Regions from separate parts of the Mus musculus genome. Here regions 1 and 3 are each linked to region 2. The links are chromatin contacts, called in public HiChIP or PLAC-seq maps. All regions are on one chromosome and are shown on one strand. The core of a region is the stretch at or near the end of the contact, and the rest is flanking DNA. Distances in the headings are between cores, read along the strand shown.

Region 1 (4,187 bases), core at 1,417-3,916, 790 kb before region 2:
CAGGGTGCAACCCTTTCTCTGTATCTCTTAACCTTTCCCTGGAATGCCTGTCAGGGAGTTAAAACGGTGTGGCTCTTTGTCAGTTACAGGGATGCCAGATGAGGGAGGAGCTTGGGGGAAGGCGGCCTGGCTCAGGATCCAAAAGAAGTGCTGCTTTCTCTTAGGGTGCCCCTGAGCCTTTCACACTGGCTGCAGGAGAGATGCCCAGCTGTGCGCGTGGGGCTTGTGAGTGGTGTCCCCGGTGGTCATTTCAGGAAGAGGTAGTAACAGTCCTTTCAGGCTCAGTCATGAGCAGTTGCCTGTGGCCCTTCAGGCTGTGGCCTGACATATTCTTCCTTGTCATGGACACACATAGAGGCCTTCCCTGAGTCCAGTCACAAGCAGTGGATGATGGGAAAATGAGACAAACTCTCCCATCTGCATCCAACATTCGGTCACCACCTGTAAGGTCACCAACCCTTGAGCGCCTTGAGTCCAGGGAAAGGGTATTGTGGGTTTGAACAAGAGGGGGCGTCCTGCTCAGATGGAGGACGTGGAAGTGAGAGCTGGGAGCCGGGGAGCCCTCAAACTTTTCCCCAGAGTTTCTAGGTTGGGCAGTTGCTGTGAGCCTGGCTAGCCTTCCCCTGACTTGCTTTCTGGCTCTGCCTTGGAGGCCTGGCCTGGCTTCTGGGTTTTCATTGTTGTTAGAGCACTGGGTCCTCTCTCCTGCTTCGTTTTGTCTCTGCTTTCTTATTTCTTACAAATGGAAGAACAAAAAGAACGCACTTGTTGAGCTTCTGCGCCCCAGACCTGGGTCGCTTTGACAGTGAGTGACAGAGAGGCTCTCTTAGGATCATTTCTAGTCCTCCGGCCTCAGCTACTCCCCCACCCCCACCCCCCACCCCCCACCCCCAAGCAGAGTGGGAGAGAGGTTAGTGATGGCAGGCCCAGACCTTGTCTGGGGAGTTACACAGGGCCTGTTTCCATTAAGGTGGCACCCCACCCCTTTGAAATAGGAAATTGCCAACATGGATGTCATTGGCTGCTAATTAGGTGAATTTTAACTGCAGGATCATTTTACCAGCTAATACCGTTATGATGTGCTTCCTCGTGACCTGTGGTGGAGCCCTTACTGTACGAGCTCAGCCTCAGCAGCAGACATCTAGGAGTTGGTTGCTCAGCTTCCTCTGAGTGGCTGCTGGCTTTCTCTGTTCCTACTTCGTGTGTTCACACCAGGGCCAGTGAGAGCAGACCCTGAGATGCCCAGGCCGTGGGCACCAGTGCCCCTCATCCCTATGTGGCACGGTCCCCCAATTCTTGGGCCTCTGGAACAGACCAGAAGCTTCGTATTATGATTTGTGCCTATCTACATGGTACCACCACGGGGCATCATGCTTTTCAAGTCTAATCTGCCCTCACCTCCATCTTCTCTCTCTACCAAACCGGAAAAAGAATCTTAATTTCCTGTCGGGCTGGGAGGAGGCGGGTTAGAGTCAGGATAATGACTCTTAAATATGAGCAATGCGTCTGGTTCCATGTTATTTTTCCTCTACCCTCTTAATACACAGCATTTTTTTATCATCCTTAAGACAAAGTAGCTGGCAAAATATTTAAGTGATCAGAAACAAATGTTTTTATTTGCCTGCGTGCGAATTGGGTTATCTGCCTATCTTGTTTACGAAATCCGGGGCTGCCTTCCCGCACAGTATGCTCGCCTCTCGAATCTTCCCCGGCTCCCATTTCCATATTTCTGCGTGCTTGTTCTTTGTTAATCACTTGGCAAGCGCTTATTTGAATATTAAAAATTTCTTTAATCATCAAACGCAGGAGCACAGTCTCATGAATATTCATATTCTCCCCCCCTCCTCAGACTGGATTCTAGTTCATTACCCCGCAGTAAAAGCCAAACAGCCATCAATCGCTCTCATTACTGGCTCTGGCGTTTTGATTGGCTGCCTGCTGCCCATAGACCTTTTTTTTTTTTTTTTTTTTTTTTTAAATTTCCCTTCTCCTATGAGCTGTCTTATACCTGCCAACAACTTTAAAAAAAAAATCAACAATGCAAGAATAAATTTCTCTGGTTGAAAACAACTTAGCAAACTTGTCAAACAGCCCTTGTAGCTTGCTGGGCCCTCTCGGGACACCAGAACCACAAACCTCCCTCCTCAGTCCACCCTAGTCCCACCAAAAAACAAAACAAAACAACCCAAAAAAACAAGGAGAAAGGGGGTAGGGAAGAAATAGAATTAAATAAATAAATAAAAAAGAGAAACTTGAGCTCAGAGAGATGAATATTTGTCAAGAGAGTTGACGTAAGTTTCATTTGCATAATGACTTTGTACTTCTGCATTAATAAAATTTGCATATGAAGCCATGTTAATTACTCCTGATCATGCTTTTTGCATTCATGCATAGTAATTTTCTCCGACTTGTGAGAATTAATGTCTTGGCACGAGGGGGGGAAGGGGCGCGGGGACTGTCAGGTTCCCTCGCCAGAGTCCCTCGCTCACACGCGCTGGCGTGGATGTCTGTCTCCTTCTTTGATCTCTGACTCATTTCTGCACTATCAGTAGGAGTTCTCGCCTTAAAAAAAAATGTATCCGTTGAAAGGCACCAGTAGGGAGAAAAATAGACTTCTGTACGGTATGTGCCAGGCCACCTCTTGGGGTAGGAACATGGGATCTGTCACCTCCCAGTTGCAGAGTGGCGGCCCTGGGAAGGCTGCACCGGGAAGGCTTGGTTCCCTCAATCGGGGCTGGGCGGTTCCAGGCATTTTTTGTGTCTACAGGCTCCTGGTGGTGGGCGTGTTGCTGCTTAGTGCGCATGTGCAGGGCATGGAGCCCAGCATCTGCAGGGACTGCTTGCAAGGGAGGTGGGCTTCAAGCTCCCTTCAAGTGCCTCACCCCCAGGAGGGCACCAACAGTGATCTTGTCCTCTGTTTGGACTTTAGCCATCATACCAGAGGCCGGTTTGGGAGACCTTTTGAATATTCCTTCGTAGGTGGCTTAAATACCAAGAAGTCAGTCTGACCTTGACTTTGGAGCACCGTTTTCACGTTTTTTGAGAGGGGCAATATATCCCCACCCCATAGGAATGTTTTATGCTTGCATGGCATAATACAAGTATCAATTTTTTATTTCTTTTTCCCTAATTAAAATGTACTTTTATGATAAAACTGAGGCAGCCAGGGTTTCATTAAGCTGTCCGGATCCTACAAGAAGCTGAGTTAGAGCCTACATCCCTCCCCCACATACCTTGATACGTATGGGTCTGTTTGGACTGGCTTAGACTGCAAAAGAAAGGTGTCTTTTAAAAGAAGATGTGAAATTGTAGTGTGCGTGTTCTTGCTGCGTCTGTGTGTGCAGTGAACCGTGGCACACAATGAAGGTCAGGACAGTTGTGTGGGTTAGTTCTTCCTTCCCACCTTTACTCGGGTCCTGGGGGAAAACCCTCAGCTGCTGAGCCATCTCACAGGCCCTGGACTTCTGGAACTTCTGGGAACAGGACCCAAGTCCCCATGCACACTAGAAAAGTGCTCCAGCGCTGACTTCCCCACAGAGAGCTTTTTAAAAAAGCATCCTGCGAGGCTTATAGGGTGTCTTCCTTGCTGGAGCAGGCTTCCAGCTGTGAGGAGGACTGGGGAGGGGTAGGGCAGAAAGTTCCAGGTCTGGAAATAAATGTAAGGATGGTAGTGGCCACGTTTACTAGGTGGCTGGCTCTGGCTGCAGAGTGCCCTGACAGTCCCTTTAAAAACACAGTGACTAGCCAGGTGTGGTGGCGCACGCCTTTAATCCCAGCACTTGGGAGGCAGAGGCAGGCAGATTTCTGAGTTTGAGGCCAGCCTGGTCTACAAAGTGAGTTCCAGGACAGCCAGGGCTATACAGAGAAACCCTGTCTCGAATAACCAAAAAAAAAAAAAAAAAAAAACCAAAAAAACAAACCAAACACACACACACACACACACACACACACACACTCACACACACACACACACACACACACACACACACACACACACACAGTGACTGAGACAGAGAGAGTGACCACTTGAGGTCACAGGCTAAGAAATGGCCTAGGAAGAATTTGAACCCATTTTTTTCTGTCTCTGTCCGTCTTTCTGTCTTTGTCTCTGTTTCAGTCTCTGCACCCCTCCCCCACAGGCTGACATCTCTCAGTGGGTCAGGTACAGTCTGTTAGCAGATCTCAGG
Region 2 (4,200 bases), core at 1,158-3,657:
TCAGAATGCCCACTATGCTCTCTGTGTTGTCATGCATGTGCATGGGATATTGAGCCCCTCCCAGGTCAGGGACAGAATGCCTTCCACTTCCTGGTACTGGGCATCTGTCCCGCAAACATTTCCTAAGCTGAGTCAAGTTATACTCTGCTTGGAGTAAACAGGCCCATGATGCACACTGTCTTTGATAAAGAATTTATTTCTGGAAATGTGGAGCCTCAGTCTGCTGAAGTACAGGTGTTGCAGGACAGGGTCACCAATACCTCTGGGAATGTGTTCTTCTGCTTGGACACCGTCCTGATTCTGGTTCCCACACCACCTAATCTATGCCTTGTCATGCATAGGTCATAGGCTGGCATCTTGGTCTACTCAATTCTGCTTGAACTGACCCTCTGTTTCTGCTTTTATAATGGCTGCCATTGTGTTCTCACAGGCAAATGGTCCCCCAGCTCTCCTAAATAACGGTCTCTCCTAGTGCTTCAAAAGAGTTATCTCCCAGAGAGCGGGAGGCAGGCTGTATGCTGAACAGTGCTGGGTGATAGTGAGACTGATGTATTCAGAAAATGAATAACATCTGCTTCGGGAATCATGGTTGGTCTCAGGCCTCTGAGCTCACATCAAACACACAGGGCACTCAATGAGCATGCTGTGCACGGCCACGGCCACAGATGAGAGCAAATGTCGAGACAGTCACGCTGCCTTCCATCTATCAGCGACCTGGTCTGAGATGAGCATGGTGGACCCTTTCATGGCTCAGCCTGGATTCACTCACCAAAGTGTAGATGTGATATGCCATAGCTTAAGAAAAAAGAGACTGACACGCTGAGCTAGCCTCCAGTCCTGAGCAAGGGGCAAGGCTATAATCAAACCAAAGTAGTCACAATTCCAAACAGGGCTCTTTTGACATTTCCATGCTGTTGCCAACTGTGACCAACCAGGCATGCTCAGAAGAGAGGGAGTTCCCAGCTCATCCTCGAGGAGACGAGACCACTGATTTCAGAACCAGCTTCCTGTACTTGGTGCAGCTTGGTCCTGAGGATGGAGCCCGCCCAGAGCCATGCTCTCATCTTTGCAGCTGACCCCAGGCTTGTTTCTCAATGACTTCTACAGATCCAGAGGGACCATGAACATCTATCTACAGCCCTGGTTCCTCACCTGCATCTCTGATGCACAGAGATAGGACTGGGGAAAGCGGCTGCCTGCCTTTTAACCATGCCTGCCTGCCTGACTCTCTCTCTCTCTCTCTCTCTCTCTGTGTGTGTGTGTGTGTGTGTGTGTGTGTGTTTTCTGTCTCTCTTCTTTCAGGGTTAGAGAAACTGGCAGATTGCCCTCAGTTTGTTTCGAGTAGGCTTCCTTTGAGTGCTAAAAAGGAAAGAGTCAAGAACAAAGAACACAAGCACACAGCACTGCACGTTTCTAAGACAATATAAAAAGTTGTTCAGACAATTTGCAAGGAGACTAACAATAAGACCTGAATGATATTTTCCCCTACTGTTGCCACAGTGACAAGGGCCCACAGGCTACACTGGGGTCATGGACCGTTTCCATTGGTCCCCAGTCAAAGGGTTCTGGCATGATCATCTGACTTTTAGGAAGACTCATCTCTTGTTACAGGGCTAATTTTACATCTCAGACCATCTCTCAGTGTCCTGAAAAGGGAAGAGGAAGGCAGATGGATGATTTTTCAACTGACAGGCAACCAGCTGTCAGTACCTGATGACCATGTGTACTGTCCCAAGCAAGGTGCCTCCCCAGCTTTCAGGGAAGCGGAGAGAAGCTCAGAGGTATTTGGGGTACATCACCAGGGAACGTGGGATAAAGGACTCAGAACCGAGAAGAGACTATGCATCATCTCCATCGTACAAACTCTCAGGGCCCCTCTCTCTCAGGCAGAGGGGGAAGAAGGACCCGGTTCATCTCATTCCTGGGGTTCATATTCTGCTGAGGGGATTGGTGGAGGGAACATGAAGGCAGAAATCCTTCTGAAGATTCAGGGGGAGTTGGGCGCTTTGAGAGGGGCTAGAGATCACCAAATCGCTCACAGCTCGCAGCCCGAGGGACTCTGAGGCGGCTAGGTTTCATTGGGGTCCAGGAGCAAAGGAAGGAGTCAGACACGTGGGGAGAGGGATGAGACCCGTGAAAGAGAACGTAGTCAAGCTGGGCAAGGCAGAGAGAGGCTCCAAGGATTGGAACACGCGTCGCTCATTTACCTGAAGCCGCTTCTTACCTCAAAGCCCAGAAAATGGCACAGAAGGGAAAGAGCAGGAGGACAGAGAAGAGCGTTGTGAGAAAATGCGGCTGTTTGGATACAGTGTAATCTTTGCACCATGTGTGCGCAGCAGCTAAGGACCCCTGCACAGGTTGGGTCCTTCGACTTAGCACAGTGTTGGAGCCCCGCCCCTTCCTGAGAAGCCGAAGGCTGCTGATTGGTGCTATAAGAGAGGCTCTCATTTGTCTAATGGTGTAGCCTCCAGGGAGGGGTTGAGAGGGAAAGGGGGTGGGCGGCTTTGAGAGGGTGATGGGGCAAATACAATCACAACATATTGTCTGCACATATGAAGCGGCCAAAAACAAAGCAAAAAGCAGAAGTGACAAGTGGGTGGCATCCTTGGAGGTCGCCTGCGTCCTGGGAAACGGAGTCAGGGGTTTCATTGCAAATGCTTAGGGCAAGGGAAAGCTGAAGGTTTCCCTCCGTGAGCTTTGGGAAATATTAAAGTTTTGCTGATTTACACACACACACACACACACACACACACACACACACACACACACACTGGTGAGCTATGTGCCTGTAACGGAGGGGTGTGACCCCAGAGATGGTTCTTCATCCCTGAGGCCCAGCATAGGATCTCTGCCTCTTCCTGCATCTGCTTTCCTCCCTAAAACCCGAAGTGAGCATACTTGGCAATAGTGAGTCTTAGAACCTGTGAAATATCTCAACAGAGCTTTTGGAAAATTGAAGGTACCAAACTGTGCGTGGCCAGACTTGCCTATCACACAGCCCTGGTGCCGGGAAGACAGGATTGTAAATTCAATGCAAATTTGAATTACCTAGAGAAATTCTGTTTCCGGAAAAAAAAAAAAAGGCAAAGTGAAAGAAATGAAGAGACAGACGTTTCAATGTTATTGTCAGACGAAGGGTTAAAATTGACCCTGAGGAGAGTTAAAGGATGCTTGGGAACATAGAGGGGACAGCCATTTTCTCACACACTGACATTGCGATTAGCAGCCTCATCAAGAAGCTCAGAGATGTACTACCACTAATCCCAAGATGTAAGGCACGAAAAGATAGATCTAGAATTCTAGCCAGTTCTAGGAACCCAGTGTTGCTTGCAGTGCCCCATCCTGCCTTTCGGGACATCTAGATTCAAGGTTAGCTGGAGGGTGGTCGTGGATAGCAGGCAGGGCAAGCGGGTGGGAGAGCTGGCGGGCATACATAGTCTGTGCCTTTGTTTCCCGGTTTGGTTTCAGGCTGTGTGAATCTCTCGGCCTGCTCTTTCACTTTGAGCTGGGTGTTCACACACTTCTCACGAAATCCAACCCGCGCTTCGTTGGTTCCGAGGTGAGTGGGGAGGAACTGCTGAGCCAGGCCCATGGCTGGCCCCATCAAAGGTGCTGGCCAGGCCTCTAGCCCTAGGTCTCAAGCTTGCGGCCCACGGCTTCCTCCAGGCCAGGACGCAGCAGCCAGCTCACCTTGTTTCGAGTTTCTGTTCGGTCTCCTTTCAAGTTTCATTCTGGTGCCCTTCACACAGCCTGCCCCCACCTCTTCCTTCTACGGTGGGGCAGCTATGTAATTCTTGAGACATCCTCAGCCCGGTAGGGAACTTCAGTCTGGAAGGCCAAGACTGTGCAAGGCCCAGCCTGTGCTACTGGAGCTCTGGACCTACAGACATTCTCTGGCTCTGTAGGTTTTTATCAAAGGCAAGCTTCAGTTTACCCTTTGTAAATGGAGAAGTGCGATGAACTATGAGGCTCGCCCAAGGCCGTAGTCAGGATGGGTAAAATGGAGTATCTGGGGTTGACACCTTCCCAGGCCACATAGATTGGCTTTCTCTGTGAAACAAAAGGCAGCCCAGACACCAGAGATGCTCAGGGATTATTCCCGGTCTCCTAGAGGCCATCAATCAAAGGAGTGCTGGTATCTGTGGGGTGGTACCCAGGGACACATCACAGGACACTTCTCCCCAAAGTCACCTGTGATCT
Region 3 (3,953 bases), core at 355-2,854, 760 kb before region 2:
ACTCGCTGCCATCTCCCTTCATTTCAGAACCCCTTACCCTTTCCATCTGTAGAGGTGAGGAACGGGAGGCACTAAGGCTTTCTGGATGCTGCTGACATCCAGGGGTTTGACGTGCTCAAGTAGGATTAGTTACACGGCAGGTAGAGCCTGCTTCCTTCCTTGCCCCATAGCTCTCTATCTTTTCCTATCTCAATGTCTTACAGGTGCCTTGTTTGGGGGGGGGGGTGTTCCCTTTCCTAATGTCCCCCACCCAATTCATTACCCGATCCAAAGATGCAGTCAGCAGGCATTTGTGCAGTAGCCAACATCAAACAAGCACCGGATGAGTGGATGAACTGCTGTGTCAGGGTCTTCTCCTGCATCCCCCAGTGTCCAGGGCAGAGCCGGTGCCTGGGAAACTCTTGCTCAATGAATGCGCCAGCAAAGAACCCATCTTCCCCGCCTTGGTCCTCGGGATTCCAGGGTGCACGCCCTCTTCCATTAACCTCATTGACCCAAACGTTGAGAAAGGAAACCCATGGACGCTGCAGTCTCTTCTCATCCTAGACCCACATTATCAGCTGCCGGAAAGGCATCTGTGAGATGCAGGGAGGTCTCATGCTGGGAGCTTCTCTCTCTGTCGAGGCTGAGCCTGTGCCCTCTAAGGCCGCAGACACAAGAACAGAGCCTGTGGAGACCGGGGAGTGGTTCGTGAGATAAGGCATGGCTGGGCCCAGCCTCATACCGTCCCTGGCCTAGTAGGGGCTTGAAGAGGCTGTCATTTATTCTGTCAGAGTGGCGCAGGCATTGGCCAGTGAGGGTAGAGGTGATCAGGAGTGGGCCCTGCCTGGGAACAGTGCCTCAGGAGCTGCCCTTTCCCTAGAGCCCTTGAGTGGGAGGTGCTGGCTTGCTGGTGCCTTAGAGGCTCTGGCCTGCCTTCTTCCCTAAGCAGAGCCCAGGCCCAACACTGAGACGCAGGCTTGTCATGCCTAGCTCTAGACTTATGGTTGTCAGGCTCAGTTGCCCTGTGCCCATAAGTGTTGATAGACTTGGGTTCCAGTAGCTTAGAGGCAACCTCTCCCTTCTCCTCAGGCCCCTTGAGCTACATGGGCCTGGAAGAGACTGGCCCTTGCCCTTCTGCCTAGTGAACCCCTAGCCTTCCCCTGGTGCCCTCTTAGGCTCTCTTCTAGGATGGAGCTACTTATTGGTGTCTTCCTGGTGCAGGCCTAGGCTTGTCCTCTTCTCTATCCTGAGGTATGTGTTGGGTAGATCTCTAAATTACCACCCATAGCTTTCTCTGATGGAAACTCCGGCAGGTGGTCAGTGGAGACGGGAGACTACTGCCCCTCCTTTCTAGATGAGTTTACCACAGAGGGAAAAATAACAATAGTAGTCTCCCCCCAAGTTCCCTCCTTGATGAAAGGGGATCGATCACAAGGAGGTATGGTTTGTCTCTGTCAGCCAGACCATGGTTGCTGTCCCCTAGGAGAGACACATCTCTGGGTGTGCCTGAGAGTGTTTTCAGAGAGGGTTCAGTTAGGAGGTCAGACCTATCTAGAATTTGGCAGCACTGTTCTGTGGGCTAGGACTTGGGAGTGAATGAAACAGGGGAAAGGTGCTAAGAGCCACACTCATCTCTGCTTCCTGACTGTGATAGCATCATGTTTTTCTACCATGGCGGACTGAATGCCTTTGACCGAGAGCCAAAATAAACTCCTGTAGCTTTACTTCAGTGAGTAAAGGATCTCATGGGAGGCCAAGCAAGGAGCTCTGGGGTGTGTGTGTGTGTGTGTGTGTGTGTGTGTGTGTGTGTGAGAGAGAGAGAGAGAGAGAGAGAGAGGGAGAGAGAGAGAAGAGAGAGAGAGAATATGTGAGGCCACCGCTTCTCCCTGGCACCCGCTGGGGTCCTTTGTCCATGTGTAGGTCCTGGTGGGCAGGGGGCACTGTGCTGTGCCGAGCAGCAGCCTGGATGTCATCAGGAGGTCTGTGGAGAGTCAGAGCCTCACAGTGACGGGGACAGAGACCTCTCCCACCCCACAAAGCACCGTGGAGGAGATGCCAGAGCACAGAGTTCAAGGGAGGGGAGTCCTGAGACCCATCATCAACAGCGATGCTCTTACTTCTGATGCTCATACTTCCGGTGCCTTGAACAGAACGCAGAGGGGAGGGTCCAGCCAGCCACCGGCACCATCTAAAGGCAAACACATTGATCTAGAGCGGTGGTTCTCAACCTGTGGGTCGTGACCTCACCCCCCCAGTCTTATATCAGATATTTACATTATGATTCATAATTACCAAGATTATAGTTATGAAGTAACAACAAAATAATATTATGGTGGTGGTGGTGGGGTCACCACAACATGAGGGACTGTATTAGAAGGTCTCAGCACCAGGAAGATTGAGAAGTCCTATTCTGGGCTAAGAGTAGGTCGCTCATTTCCCAGTGAGCAAATCTATTAGTAACAACCCAGCAGTTTCCAGCTGTGTGTGGTCTTAGGCTCATTACTTCACCCCTCTGAGCCCTAGAGGTTCCTCATCTCTAACTGGGGAAGAGACACCTCATATGGACCATGAGGTAGATAATGGTGATGCTGGTGCATTCTTCAGCTTGTTACCACCAGGCTTGAATCTAGACGGGTGTGTACCTGGGGTTGGGTAGGTTGCTGTTCACTGACCAGTGTGGTCCCCTGGCCGCCTTCTGAGCTAGCCTAGCTCTTGCTTTAGGGTAGAAATCCCTGGCCAGAATTGTTCTCCCCACCCCACCCCCCACCTCCGTTGATATATTGGCACAGACCCCTGGCCACCTACCTGCCCAGGGACTGAGTGTTCTTTGGCGGCCTTATGTTGGGGAACCTGGGGTGGCATACGTCCCTTCTGGTCTGCCTTGTCACAATGTCCTGCCTTCTCCATGCTTACTGAGCCCATGGCCTTGTATGGCCATCTATGGTCTATAGCCCGCGCTTCCCTACTATTTGGGTCACTAGTATTTGGATCAACAGTATGCTCTGCGCACCTGGGAGGCCCCAGACTGGAGGTCAGTGGGCTACACTTTCTGGAAGCTCTATGCTCACTGGCTGGTTAGATCTGCTCTTTGGTAAGCCAACAACAGCTGTACCAGCCTCTTGTTCTAGGCTAGGGACATGTGGCCTTGAGGGCATGGAGGGAGGTTACAGCTTAGGTCTTGGAGCAGGTTTGTAGGGATCTGAGGCTATGGCTGTGACTCTAAACACATGGACAATTGGATACTATTTCATTGCCTTGGCTATACTGGGCCTAAATGGAGGCTTCATCTTCTGTTTTGGGATACAGGCTCAGGCCTTCAGCAAGTGTGAAGACTTACATAGTGTCTACATCTGTGCTTAGGGTCTTGGGTACAGCTCATGTCCCCTGGGTTGGGCAGTAGGTTCTGGTTTTGGGCACTTAGTGGTAGGGAGCACAGGGCTTCTGGGTCCCCTCCAGGTACCCTCCAGGTAATCTGTTGTCTCTTTAGCTCTGACCAGACCTGGCTTTCATTGCCAGGACCAAGGGCTCTTCTCTCGGCTACAGACTCCTACCCACCACTGCTGGATTTCTGCATACTGTTTTTGGTGGGCTCTTGGGTCTTACCATCCACCTGTGCCTTGTGTTAGTAGCAGTACTGTTTAAAAACCAGACAAGAGTCCCTGTCCGTGGTAGAATTCCTTGTCTTCGAAGCCGAGGAATGGAGAAGTCAGGGGGAGCTGTTACACAAGAAATAGACTGTTGTAGCTTGCAATTTGGGGAAGCAGAACTGGCAGGGTTTTTTATTTATTTATTTTTCTTTCCTTCTCAGGCACTTTGTATTATTAAGATACTCTGTCTTATAGGGGATGCTGGATAATTAATCCTGGGGAGAGGTAAAAGTAACAAGCATTGGAAGAATATATTTAAATAATGAAGAAGTTCCTTAGTGTGGACCAGGAAAAGTCCTGTGGGCTTGTACCATGAGTAAGAGA

What was found. HiChIP or PLAC-seq counts read pairs in DNA pulled down with a chosen protein or histone mark.
Region 1: a contact with region 2 is called in an H3K27ac HiChIP or PLAC-seq map of thymic regulatory T cells, with 9 times the contacts expected there. The contact joins two enhancer-like sites. A contact is called at or near these places in 4 of 115 datasets of contacts at active chromatin or transcription factors (double positive thymocytes, embryonic basal ganglia, stem cell-derived neural progenitor cells and 1 more) and 1 of 9 other capture datasets (embryonic stem cells).
Region 3: a contact with region 2 is called in an H3K27ac HiChIP or PLAC-seq map of regulatory T cells, with 9 times the contacts expected there. The contact joins two enhancer-like sites. A contact is called at or near these places in 3 of 484 Hi-C or Micro-C datasets (CD8 central memory T cells, cortical neurons and regulatory T cells) and 4 of 115 datasets of contacts at active chromatin or transcription factors (astrocytes, embryonic basal ganglia, regulatory T cells and 1 more).

The regions. Positions count from the first base shown.
Region 1 is chr12:107,968,505-107,972,691 of GRCm38.p6, reverse strand. All of the region lies in intron 2 of Bcl11b (B cell leukemia/lymphoma 11B), which reads left to right. Among named protein-coding and RNA genes, the nearest start is that of Bcl11b, 33 kb to the left of the region's middle. Within about 2 kb of position 2,666, at least 39 of the 459 cell types and tissues checked have an H3K27ac peak or open chromatin away from gene starts, as enhancers often do. A contact at or near this core is called in thymic regulatory T cells, where this site is marked.
Region 2 is chr12:107,181,703-107,185,902 of GRCm38.p6, reverse strand. No RefSeq gene overlaps it. Among named protein-coding and RNA genes, the nearest start is that of Gm52008, 73 kb to the right of the region's middle. Within about 2 kb of position 2,407, at least 39 of the 459 cell types and tissues checked have an H3K27ac peak or open chromatin away from gene starts, as enhancers often do. A contact at or near this core is called in regulatory T cells and thymic regulatory T cells, where this site is marked.
Region 3 is chr12:107,939,117-107,943,069 of GRCm38.p6, reverse strand. All of the region lies in intron 3 of Bcl11b (B cell leukemia/lymphoma 11B), which reads left to right. Among named protein-coding and RNA genes, the nearest start is that of Bcl11b, 62 kb to the left of the region's middle. Within about 2 kb of position 1,604, at least 15 of the 459 cell types and tissues checked have an H3K27ac peak or open chromatin away from gene starts, as enhancers often do. A contact at or near this core is called in regulatory T cells, where this site is marked.